Regions from separate parts of the Mus musculus genome. Here region 1 is linked to region 2. A link is a contact called in public HiChIP or PLAC-seq data. All regions are on one chromosome and are shown on one strand. Each heading gives the region's core, a stretch centred on a gene start, on an enhancer-like site or on the middle of the called end of the contact. The rest is flanking DNA. Distances are from core to core; before and after follow the strand shown. Region 1 holds the start of Btla (B and T lymphocyte associated). Region 2 holds the start of Usf3 (upstream transcription factor family member 3).

What was found. HiChIP or PLAC-seq counts read pairs in DNA pulled down with a chosen protein or histone mark.
Region 1: an H3K27ac HiChIP or PLAC-seq map of thymic regulatory T cells shows a contact between it and region 2, with 5 times the contacts expected there. The contact joins the promoter of Btla here to the promoter of Usf3 in region 2. A contact is called at or near these places in 1 of 39 promoter capture datasets (liver), 1 of 484 Hi-C or Micro-C datasets (B cells) and 1 of 115 datasets of contacts at active chromatin or transcription factors (thymic regulatory T cells).

Annotation. Positions count from the first base shown.
Region 1 is chr16:45,221,750-45,228,317 of GRCm38.p6, forward strand. It overlaps Btla (B and T lymphocyte associated), which reads left to right and starts at 2,588. Exons shown (of 6, transcript NM_001037719.2): 1 at 2,588-2,712. The coding sequence starts at 2,604.
Region 2 is chr16:44,169,801-44,176,209 of GRCm38.p6, forward strand. It overlaps Usf3 (upstream transcription factor family member 3), which reads left to right and starts at 3,597. Exons shown (of 8, transcript NM_001029889.2): 1 at 3,597-3,710.

The DNA.
Region 1 (6,568 bases), core at 1,338-3,837, 1.1 Mb after region 2:
CTGCTAGCAATAACATTGGTAAGGAAAGCACATACATGCATTAGCACGGCAGTGGGTTTAAATGTGGATAGGTACTTCTGGGAGAAGCTATGGAATATTATTTGGTACATAAGGGGTTAAAAATCAAGACTAAGGAGTGTTTGACTCTGTCTAACATTGTTGTATTTAAGTTTGTGATTGCTGCTCTTCTGGTCACCTGGAGAAAATATTACAGAAAATAAAGCTGCTTTATAATTCCTGAAAGTAACAGACTCAGCAAGTGAGGAAAATAATTTGCTATGCAAGCAGCTCTTGGATTTTTGTGAAGATAAATTTGCATTTTCCCAAATTCCATTTTTCTTTTTGTCATTCAACATGAAACTGGCAATGGACTTGTGTTTTTAAAACTGTTCCTAGCATACAAAAGAAAGCATTTCTAGGAATGCAGTAAACTCATTAAATTTGTGCATTGACATGGAAATTACAAGTTTCGGATTAAACAGTACATGATTATAATGGGATGATTCGAGATTTAAAAAAAAAAAAAAACAAAAACAAACCTAGCTACTGGATAAGTTATAAACACAAAGCAAGGCAGACTTATCTCTGAGCAATGCATTTTTGAATCTGGCTTCTTTCATTTCTACCCTAGAATAAAGACAGGAATGAGATTCTGAGTCAAAGTCTTGGCCAATGGCATTTGCAACTGTGCAGGGATAAATAGCCACACACACTGATAAAATATCAGAATGGACATCATTTCAAATTCGTGAGAAGTTTTATAAGATTGCTCCAAATGTTATCTACTTCGTATGAATTCCTTTGTATGAAAAGAAAATCATGAGGCTGGGTAGATGGCTCTGTCAGTAAAGCTCCTTCCGTGCAAGCCTGAGGACCTGTGTTCAGATCCGCTGCAGCCACATAAAAGGCCAGTTATGGTCGTACATTGGGGTGAATGACAGGCGACTCCTGGAGCTCATTGCCAGTTACTCTAGCGAAATGGATGAGCTCCTGGTTCAGTGAGAGACTCTGTCCTAAAAAAAAAAAAATAAAAGTAAGGGGCAGAATCATTGAGAAAGATGTCTGACCCCTGCATATATCCAGCAGAAAGCACACAGCATGTTCATACACCTACATAAACATTTACATACACCCACACACACCGAAAGAAGGAAGAAGAGGAGGAGGAAGAGGAGGGGGAGGGGGAGGAGGAGAGAGAACAAGAACCACTAGAGAACTATGATGGTCTGGAGTTGACAGAGTTTATTTGTGGTTTGGATGATATCTCGAGCTTTAGGATGGGTGGTGATTCAAGGCTTTTCTTCGAAACCTCTTAGGCTATTTTAGAGGTACATTGAGCCTTGTTTCTACTGCCAACAGGAGTTTTGCACCCCATTCTGAGCAAGGAAGGGGGATGAGTTGTATAAAATGAACCATAAGCAGGGTGCTTCCTTGGTCAACAGTGCAGATTCTAGGAGCTCTGCAGACTACCTGTATCATCTGGCGTACCAGGGGTGCGTGAGCATCAGCATGGATTGGCTGAGTTCCTTAAATTCTGGAGCGGCGTTCACTCATGTTGGTATTCCAGCCACTGTGGCTTATCTGGACAAATATGCAATAGGTACCCTAAATGGAGTTTGGCCTTGGAAGGGTACCATTAGCCTCTGAGGGAAAGATTTCTCAATTTCATTCAATGAGTTAAACTGCACAGGTGCCACCTCTCCATTTGGAATTACCAAATTCCTGTTGTTATAAGCTAGTGATTGAACGTGGGCTGCGTGCCCACAGCCCCTCAGCAACCCTGAGCTATCCAATTTTGAACTTTTTCCATTTCTTACTTTACTGCTTCATCTCGACAACAACCACATAAAGCATGCGGAAAATGAAAGTTTCCTCTAATTGGCACTCAAGTGCTCATTTTGCTTAGAACTTTAATATTTAGGAAGATCGTGTAGCTAGTACTAACGGCAAGCATGTATTCCGTTGATAGGCATCTACAGACTGAAGAAGGAGGCCCTTCCCTCTTCTGTTGATGAAATGCACCCTGTCAGTCATTTTCTCCATAACGTCAGATAAGTCTTCATTGGTTTCATGACAAGGAACATTCTCATCTTACTGTGCCTTTATGGGAGCATGGGGGGAGGGTTGTAAGATACATTACACTGATGAAGTATCATAATCACAAACTATAAAAAGGGGAAATATATGCTTACCATAGGTACTTTTTGTATGAATTTCCTGACCCTGATTTGATCAGAATCTAAACCTAAAGACTGTAACAATTTAGATCTTTTTTTTTTTAAGTTTAATTGTTCACTTTGAGAAAAACCTCAAGGTTATGCAAGAATGGTGGCAGAGCGGAAGCAAGGAGCCAGCTGCTTTGCACATCAGAGGGCTTGAAAGAGAACAGCAGGTCGGATCAGAAACAAAACCACAGCAGGGCCTCTTGCTCTCACAAATCCTTCGGACTACTCACACTGTCCTCTCCCACCAGGTCTCCTGATTTGATTTAAATTAATTAATTTATTTTGGCCTAAGATGCTGCTAGTGTGAATAACGTGACCCAGCTCTGAAGATCTCTAGGGAGGAAGAGGAAGTTTGCCCTTACCTGACACGTGCTGGGAATGAAGACAGTGCCTGCCATGCTTGGGACTCCTCGGTTATTTAGGGAATTCTTCATCCTCCATCTGGGCCTCTGGAGCATCCTTTGTGAGAAAGCTACTAAGAGGAATGGTAAGGGACCTACTAAGAAAGCTGGTTTTCTTCCTCGGGGTTCCTGTCAGTGATAGTTGAGCTTGCTCTGTGGAGAGGGATGTTCATGTCCAGGGCATATATAGCTCAGAGTGATGAGTCCCTTTTGCTTCTTGAAAACGCTCCAGGATGTGAGTGAAGTTAGGACATGCTACTCACCTGGCTACAGAGCAAAAACTGATCCATAGCTGGAGCTAAGTTTCCTAAAACCAGGTCCTGATGGTAAGTGAAGAGATTTGAGCAGATGTTATAAATGTGTCAGTACAGATTTGTCACTATTACAAAACTCTCTGTGGCTGCCATGCTAACAGAAAAGACTTGTTACGTTCATGTCTTGGTATCAGATGTCAGCAGGATGTTGTAGTGCTTACTGGGGTGGGAAAGCTTTTGGATACTTGTGGTTATAGCTGTGGCCATGGTTACACTCAAATAATGTTCAATCTAAATAGACTGCCTCCTTCTTTCTGTGGGGTATACTATGAGAATACTGTGGGGTGTACTATGAGAGTACTAAGCAGGCTTCTCGATGTGAGGCTGAAGAGTAAATCATGAGTGTCGCTTTAGTTTGTCTGGACAGGATGATTTGTGAATGGTCGCCAACTGAAAATAGGAAACAATTCTCCATAGTTTATGAAGACAAGGTCTGTAATGCTTGGGATCCTTGGGTTATTTATCTTCCACCATCACACGTGTAGCAACTGGGCACATTCGTGTTGGATTGAAAAATAGAACCACTGAGGTCCTGTGGAATGTCATCTTGAAATCTGGAACTGTGAGGTTTAGGATTCAATGATCTGATGTCACAAGACCACCTAGCCAAGAGCAGAGTAGAACTTCTTCTTAGTCATTCAAGCCCTTGTTTATTATTACCCACCTCTGAAAGACAAGAGGAGTCAAATATTAATTCTATTTAATTCTAAGGGACCTCTTGCAGACTGGACTCTGTGAAACAAAGGAAATATTTTTAATTTTATAGCACAATTGGGGTTGTAATTCGCATTATATTCTTCTACCCAGTATGTTATAATCTGGTATTTATTACGCACAGAAACTTGGTTATCAGGTGGGAGTATTTATTCCCTCTGCTACTTACATTATGAACTCAGTTAAGTTTCTTCTCCTTTCTTAGTTTTCCTTTCTTCATTAAAAAATATATAATTATACCTAGCAGTTGGCCTTTTCTTATACCTATAGTGCCTAGCTATGGTAAGTAGATGCAATTAAAGCTTGATAAATGTTAATGGTGACCTTTGCCAATAGTTTTTTCCTTCAGTACCTTTGATAAAATCCAATTAAATGAGAACTTAGGTTTAACATTAAAACCTTAAGTAGATCTAGTTTTAAAAATCGCCAAATGCTATAGATATTTAGTTATGAAGTAAGATTATAATGCAGGCATACATTGTAGAATGTTTAAATCAATTGAGCTAACTTGCCTATGACCTTACATACTTATCATTTTAAATTTACCAGATCTTAATTTTAAAATAATTAGCTGTAGTCACTGTGTTTTGACTAGAACATTTTACTTATGTCTAGCTCTGACTTCATGCTTTGTTATTAATGTCTCACTAATACTTGCTTCAAATAATTAATATTTTGTTTGAAATTTTTATCCCCAAACATAATAAATCAATATATAGAGAAAATGAAATGGAAAGATTTAGATAAGCACAGGCCAGGTGCCTTATTCAGCAGTTTTTATGGTGGATTACAATGTTGCTCATATTAAATTACTAACATAGACTGGGTGTTGATAGGATGGCTCAGTGGGTAGAGGTGCTTGCTGCCAAATCTGATAAATTGTGTTCAATCCCTAGGACCCACATGGTAGAGGGAGAAAACTTAACCTGGAATCTTGAAAGTTATTAATATTCTCTCTAATCCCTATTCATGTGTTATCCCCCCAAACACACACACACACACTCCAGTGCACATGCACACACACATGTGCATATACACATTAAATAAATGTAATAAAATATATTTTAAAAGAATATAGGTCGAGAAAGGAGCATTTGGTGAGTTTTGGAAGGGTGGTTCAGTGATAGAGCACTTACGTAACATAATGAGGGCTTAGACTATTCTCAGCACCCTGCTGTCCCCTCCCTTCAAAAGAAGAATGTAAAAAGTAATCTTTTGTAAAAATTTATTCTTCTGGACAAAACCGATAGTGGATACATTCCTTAAAATTATACTAATGACATAAATAGCCTTTATAGTCTGAAGAAGTCCTATGACTTTCAGTAACTATGGAATTCTTTACAACACTATATTTTCAACTTATTTAAGGATGGTTTAACAATATTTCCCACCGTTATAGTAATATGAAATTCTAAGGAGGTGGGTTTTTGTGTTTCTCAAGAGTGGGGAAATACAGAGAAAAACTCCCCTAGTTTCAAGACCATCATTTCTCTCCTGATTGAAGTAGAGTAGAAATCACTGCTCCTCAGGACGCCTGAAAGATGAAAATCAAGTTGAGCTGGTAGGTCTCGTTAACATTTTTTGCCTTTTCCCTAATTGCCATGTTCATCTAATGAACAACCTGGAGTTCACATCCATCACAAATAGTCCACAGTTCCCAAGTCATCAGTAGGAGAAACCGAGGTGTTCAGCTCTGAGCTGGATGGGAGTGGCTCACTTCATTTTCATTTGTGATACTAGAAAAGGAAAGTGGACACTGGGGAACAATGGGTGGATTTTTAACCACAGAGACAGAGTCAACTATATCTGGGGCTTGAGATCCAGTGTCAAGTCTGCCATCTCTGTAGCAGACTGTATTGGGGATGTGAGAAAATCAGTTGAAGGGAAGTGAAAGTGGACTTCCCTGCACCTTTCTTTCTCTTTTTCTTTTTTCTTTCTTTTTTTTCCCTTATTAGATATTTTCTTTATTTACATTTCAAATGTTATCCCCTTTTCTAGTTTCCCCTCTGAAAATACCCTATCCCCTCCCTCCTCCCCCTGCTCATCAACCCACCCACTCCTGATGCTGCTTCTTAGCCCTGGCATTCCCCTACACTGAAGCATAGAGCCTACACAGGACCAAGGGCCTCTCCTCCCATTGATGACCGTCTAGGCCATCCTCTGCTACATATGCAGCTAGAGCCAAAAGTCCCACCATGTGTACTCTTTGGTTGGTGGTTTAGTCCCAGGGAGCTCTGGGGGTACTGGTTAGTTCATATTGTTGTTCCTCCTATGCCCTGCACCCTTCTGACTTAACATACTCTTACTGAACATCACAAGGAAACACCTCTTGACACTTAGGAAAACTCATGCTGGTTTCTGATAGAATGTGAGAGCAGCTCACCAGTTCTACTGCCAACAGCTGTTAAGGCTGGCTTCCCTTCCTGAAAGCTTTGTGATCGAGGTAGAGAGGTCCTGCCATCTATGGAAGTCAAAACCCACTTGTAACAGGTAGCCAGTGCTCCCCTGACCAGAAGTATTCTATAGCTTATCAGTATGAATCATTATTCCTTGGATTCACTAAACTGTTCAAACCCTTCTGTTATTCACTGGAGATATTTATATATTAACTACCAAACTAACAGCCAGAACCTCACCCCTTGACGCATACAATGGACGAGGAATTCCATGCGATGGGATGAATGTGAAGCCTTTGACCTGGGGGGCAAAGGCAATGAACAATAGGGGTAGAAACATAAGGAGACACCTGCCACCTTGTAGACGCATAATGAAGTATCAAGAGCCAACTTTAAAACAGCCAAAGACAAAGCTGTTTGTAGTTTTGGCTATGTCAATCAAGCCTTGTTGGTCAGTGTAATTCTATAACATTTTTATTTATATAACGGAATTACAGCATGTCCCTTTGCCATCTCTA
Region 2 (6,409 bases), core at 2,347-4,846:
AATAAAAATTACAAGCTCTGGGAAAAGTGAGATATTTTTTCTGGAATCATGGAAATAAACACTTGAACCAATCCTATTCATAAAGCCAAAGACAGGCTTCTAAAATAAGATGGAAGGCCTAACTATGAAGGTTACAGAAGCAAGTTTGTTGAGTGTGTGTGGTTGCAGGCAAAGGTCTGAAGTAGAAACCTATCTGTGCAACTCAGTGTAGCAGTTGAACTCTGATTACACATGATCACAGGTCAAGACTCAGTGATCCTGGTAGCAGAGAATGTGGGCCGTGGAAGACGGCTGGCACTGGAAAGAGACGCATTTGTTTAAATGATTGCCCTTCTGAGCAAGGAGGGAGTAGGTGGAGCTGAGCCTGGAGCTGCTTCTACTCGGAGCTGCTGCTGACATTCAGTCTTCAACCCATGTCAGAAGGTTCCTTTCAGGAAATGGATCTGAGGGTGCAAATAAACATGCAAATCTTTCTGTGCCCTCCAGGAGCCTCAAGTAAGTGGGTGAAAATCAGACTCTGAGGGGTCTGACCTGTAGAATGACTAGTTTCAGGCAGATACTGTAGGTTATTACCAATACAGACACTAAGAAGCACACAGCAGCTATACGTAGGTATCATCTCAATCTACTAAGTGATGTTGAATAAAGCTGGGAAAAGACTCAGAGTTGAGTTGTCTTGTTGTTTTTTTGAGACAGGGTTTCTCTGTGTAGCCCTGGCTGTCCTGGAACTCACTCTGTAGACCAGGCTGGCCTCGCACTCAGAAATCTGCCTGCCTCTGCCTCCCAAATGCTGGGATTACAGGCATGCACCACCACTGCCCGGCTCCTTAGTTGAGATTTGAACTTTGTTTTCTCATGTTTCATTTATTTCTATGTGTGTGTGTGTGTTTGTGCTCATGCACAGCGCACATATGGAGGCGAGCGGTCTTCTTGGAGTTCCCTCTCTGCTTCTACCATGTAGGCTCTGGAGTTTAAAGCCAGGTCACCAGGCTTGTTGGCAGATAGCACCTTTACTCTGAGCCACCATGCTGTCTCACTAGCTTGAGATCTGGACTTCAATCAGGAAATGAGGATTAAAACTAAAATTTAGCTGGGCAGTGGTGACGCATGCCTTTAATCCCAGCACTTGGGAGGCAGAGGCAGGCGAATTTCTGAGTTTGAGGCCAGCCTGGTCTACAGAGTGAGTTCCAGGACAGCCAGGGCTACACAGAGAAACTCTATCTCAGAAAAAAAAGAAAAGAGTAAAAGTTAATATTCTGAGCTTTCTCAAGAAATACTTGAGTTTTTGTTTTGTTTGTTTGATTGTTTGAATAATTATTTGTTTTCAAGACACGGTTCCTTTGTGTACCCCTAGCTGTCCTGGAACTCATGTAGTAGACCAGGCTAGAGTGGAACTCACAGAGATCTGCTTGCCTTTGTCTCCTGAGTGCTGGGATTAAAGGCCTACCACCTGGCTTTTTTTCTATTTTGAAATCATGTCAAAAATATTAATAATGATTCAAAACCCTTTAAATTCTGTTTTCTAAATTGTCAAAACTTTGTTTTGCATCTGGATTTGGTGTGCACACTATGAATTCCATCACTCATACTCAGGATGCAGAGGCAGCTGGATCTCTATGAGTTCAAAGCCAGCCTAGTCTACACACTGAGATTCTGTCTCAAACAACAAAATTCCAATATATATATATATAGGGGTTTTTTTTGTTTTGTTTTTTTGTTTTTTGTTTTTTTTGAGACAGGGTTTCTCTGTGCGGTCCTGGCTGTCCTGGAACTCACTCTGTAGACCAGGCTGGCCTAGAACTCAGAAATCTGCCTGCCTCTGCCTCCAAGTGCTGGGATTACAGGCATGTGCCACCACTGCCTGGCCAAATTTTTTTTTTATTTTAAATTAGAATTAATTTATTATAGTTCAGGAAGTTACGTGTAGCCCGGATTTGATATGTGTTACCCATAAAACCTTATATTTATACTGACATCGAAATGATTTCGTGTAGCTGGACATATATTAACATTATAGATTCATGGATGTATTATTAGTATTACTATTACAGATCTGATCCTAAGGTCTCTGCTGCTAGGGACTAGGGAATGACAAACGTATTCAAAAGTTAATTAAAACTCACTAGCAAGCTGGGCGGTGGGTGGTGGTGCAAGCCTTTAATCCCAGCACTTGGGAAGCAGAGGCAGGCGGATTTCTGAGTTCAAGGCCAGCCTGGTCTACAAAGTGAGTTCCAGGACAGCCAGGGCTACACAGAGAACCCTGTCTCGAAAAACAGCAACAACAACAAAAAAACTCACTGGCCTGGCCCAGATGGGACAAGGAAGTGAAAAAGAAATCAAACTGCCTATTAGCACCAAATTTGAAGTAACAGTAAGGGCCTATTTTATCACAGATTTTCAAAGTGCGGAGGAAACATAAAACGGGGTTACTGTTAACCTTTTTCTCAATGCAAGGTCTGTTTCTACTGTACATAGGTTCAAGTAGTATTTCTATTATGCCCTGCGTTCCAGTCCAATTGGCTATATCTGGTTGTGAAAAGCTCATAAATCTTTCACCACCACTAGGTGGAGAATCAGACACCTGTCTCGGGGAGGCGGGCTTGTGAAATGAAACAAAACTAGAAAAAGATAGCTGGATAGTTCAAGAGCTCCAAAGGCACTTTAGAGGACGCTGAGGTCTCCGGTCCTAAATAAGGGTGTCTAGTAGCCTAAATTTAAGGTTCCAATCCCATCCCCCAAAGCCACGCACTCACTTCCTTAGCAGGGGACTGCAGAACCTTTCTGAAAACGGGCTTCGTGCAAATAAAGGACGTCAAGAGTCCACCGTATACGAATTCCTGCAGTCTCCAATATCCAAAGATAGTGCACTGAGGGAAGTCACATAGGACTGGATTTTCCACCTTCATTTACCACCTTCTAACCCTCCAGGCTAAAGGTACTTGTCTATCTTTTGCCACTCTCCTCCTCTTCAGTTTTTTTCATTTCTACGCTTGCATTGAAAGCTGCCATAAGCATAATACAGAACAGGGTGCGAGGAAGTTTCTTAAAAACCTCTTTTTTTTTTTTTTTTTCCTAGCTTCTCAAAGCGTCCCCTTTAAGGAACCAGGCCCACCTCTTTCTCATCCACCTACTGGCTTTCCTTTCTGCCTGTCACTCTACCTTTAAGAATATTTCCTGTTCTTTCAACCCAACTTGCACACCTCCGCCCCCCGGCCTTGGTCATTGGGCCGCCCGAGGCCTGTTCCCTCCTAGCTTTTCCCTCCTTCTCCTCCCGCCCTCCAGCCTAGCGCAGCGGAATCCCGGCTTCTGACTGGCCACGGTGGCAGCCTCCCCAGCACCGGATTGGCCGGCCGGTTGGTCGGGGCGGGAGCGAGGCGCATCCAGGCTAGGCTGTGCGCGTGCCGAGCGGCGGCCGCGGGAGGGGCGGGAGGGGCGGGGGGAGGGGGGCTGGGAAAGTTGAGGCCGTGCTGCCGCCGGGTCTCCGGCCTCGAGGGCTCGGGCTCGCTGCGGCGGCGGTGGCCGCGAGGAGAGGCGGCGGGGGCGGGGGGAGAGGAGGGCCCGGGCCCGCGCTCCCCCAGCCCCGCAGAAGCAGGGGGCGGCCGCGGACCCAGAGGCTCGCCTAGACGGCCAGACACCGCTGCCTTCCGCTCCTGGGACCATGACCCAGGCGGGGGTCGCCGCCGCCGTGGCCCGGAGCGCGTCACCGGCGGGTGAGTGGCCGCGGGAGGGGGCGCTGACAGCCGGGACCGCGGCTGCGGGGGCGGCTCCGGGGGGCGGCCCCGGGCTCAGCTCCACCCACCCCCTCCTAGCCGCGGGAGGTGAGGGCTAGGCTGAGTGCCCCTCGTTCCTGGGGTCCCCAGAACTCCCCACCTATCCCGGGGCGATCGCTCTCTTCACTCCGGCATGCTCGCACCCTGGGTGCCAGGCCTGAGGGAGCTCGCCCTGCTCCCGGTGCGCGCCGGCGGACAGAGGCCCCATGCTGTCCTGGGTGCATAAAGAGCTGGGCAGCCAGGTCCCCACCGGGTGGCCTTTGCTAGCCTCCTTCACCTTTTGCCATCCCTTCCATCTCTTTACTTGTCTTCTGACTTTCCTTCTGATCCACTCGTCAAACTCGCTGCTTGCTTTTGTAACTTTCACCTCTGTGTCGGAGAGTTAGGCTGACGTTTTCTTTTTAGAAGCCCATCTTTTTGCTTCTGAATAGCACTGGTCCATGCGAATGGCATTCTTGTCCGATTTCAAATTTCCTGAACAAGCATGAGGTTTCTGGACGCTTGGCTGAGGTTGGGCATTTTGGGGATAGAGTTCTCTTCTCTCTGTGGGGTCTTTTTTGCTTTTATTGACCTCATCTGTAGATAAGAGACCACAAAAAACTAACTGCCAAAACCAACTAATGTTCAGATAACATTTTACCACTAAGTTGAGTGAATTAACAAACATGATAGGTCTGGCCGACTTTATGGGTAACAGTGGCAGAGTCTTAAAGGAAACTTTGATGAGTAAGTGGACCCTGCAGTAGCTTTTCCCCATGGCCAGTCAGATCTGCTCTTTGCAGGGCCGACAGTTTCCTCGGTGACCTTTTCCTTTCCCTCAGAACACTTGACTTGCTGTATGGATACTATGTTTCCATTTGCTTGGGAAATACACAACGTATTTGTTGCAAACTGAGGAAGATTCATTGAGAAGCCAAGAGTTGTGAATGAAAGCTGTATCAAGAAGCATGCCAAAGGCCAACAGCCACTTGTGACCCAGAATGAACATAAAAGTGGTCCAACCCAAAATTGAAAACATATCCAATCCCTTGAGGGTTTCTTTTTTTCCTTTCTTAATTTCATTGTATGGTTCCAGAGAGTGAACCTTGTAAAGACAAGTTTGTGTCACAATGTCAAAAGGTTGGGCAGTAGTCTAAACATTATGACTTTTGTATAGATTAGCTTTAGTAGTTTGGTGATTGTAGTAGTCTGTGCATTGATGAAATGTAGAACTCTTTTGATACAAAAGCATTTCCATTCAGTGTGGTAAGGGCCACCTAGAATAGTTATTTTCTACCCTAGTCGTCTATAGAACATCACAGAAGTTTTTTTAAAAAAGATTTTACAGTGAGCTAGTTTTGTATGAAACACACACATGTGCGCGCGCACACACACTTGCACATGCACATGCACGCACTGTTTAACTCCAGCTAGAAGAGAAGCTTCCACAGATAGCAAGCTTGGAACCCCTGGCAGTAAAGCCAGGTCTTAATGTTATCTCACGCTGTTCCTTCCTGTGGTCAAGCCCAATGGTTTCTTAACTGGATTGTTTGTTACAGTCACCTTCCCAGACTTTACCTTTGATCTGGAGGGAGGCAGGCTGTGGTATACCTCTTAAAACTCTCCAGGCTATTCTGCTCAGCAGCCAGGGCTGAAAATTACCTTAAGCTTGGTACAATGTCCAGGCTGTTCTGCTTGTATTCCAGGGTTTTCCTTGGCAAGCCTTAAGTTGTGTATTCAACTTTTGCCCCACAACCTTCCATGTGAACCTTTGGACCCCACTCAGATAATGCAATTTAGATCCCTGCTGTTGCTAACTTGGGTGTTTCTCCTCTATATCAAGTAATTGTAGTGACAGATCCCTTAAATATGAAATCTTTGGTATGTAAGTGCACATATACCGTGAGTGTGTGTGTGTGTGTGTGTGTGTGTGATAAAGGATCTCTCGTTGCTCCTAGGCTGACTTTGAATTTGTAGCGATCCTCAGGCTTTTATCTCCCAAGTGCTGGAATTACAGATGTGTGCCCTCATACCTCACACCAAGAATAGTTTTAGATTTTAAAAATTACATTATTGAGAGGGGGGGTGGGTCTGCATTTGCAGTATATAGATGCGGGGTCAGAGGACAACTTGAGAGACAGTTTTCTGCTGTGTGGGATTGGACTCAACTTGGCAGGCTTGGCAGCAAGTACTTGGTGAGCCATCTTACCAAGCCAACAACAAATTTTGTTTTGTTTTGTTTTGTTTTGTTTTTCGAGACAGAGTTTCTCTGTGTATCTTTGGCTGCCCTGGAATTCCATGGGTAGACCAGGCTAGCCTTGATCTCAAAGATCCATCTGCCTCTGCCTTCCAAGTGCTGGGATTAAAGGTGTGTGCCACCACCACCCAGATGAGTCTATTTTTGTTGGTGGTTCTTATATAGTTTCAAGTTTGATTTTTTTTATTAGATATTGTCTTCATTTACATTTCAAATGCTATCCCAAATGTCTCCTATACCCCCTCCCCTGCCCTGCTCCCCTACCCACTTACTACCACTTCCTGGCCCTGGCGTTCCCCTGTACTGAGGCATATAAAGTTTGCTAGACCAAGGGGCCTCTCTTCCCAATGATGGCCAACTAGGGCACCTTCTGCTACATATGTAGCTAGAGACACGAGTTCTG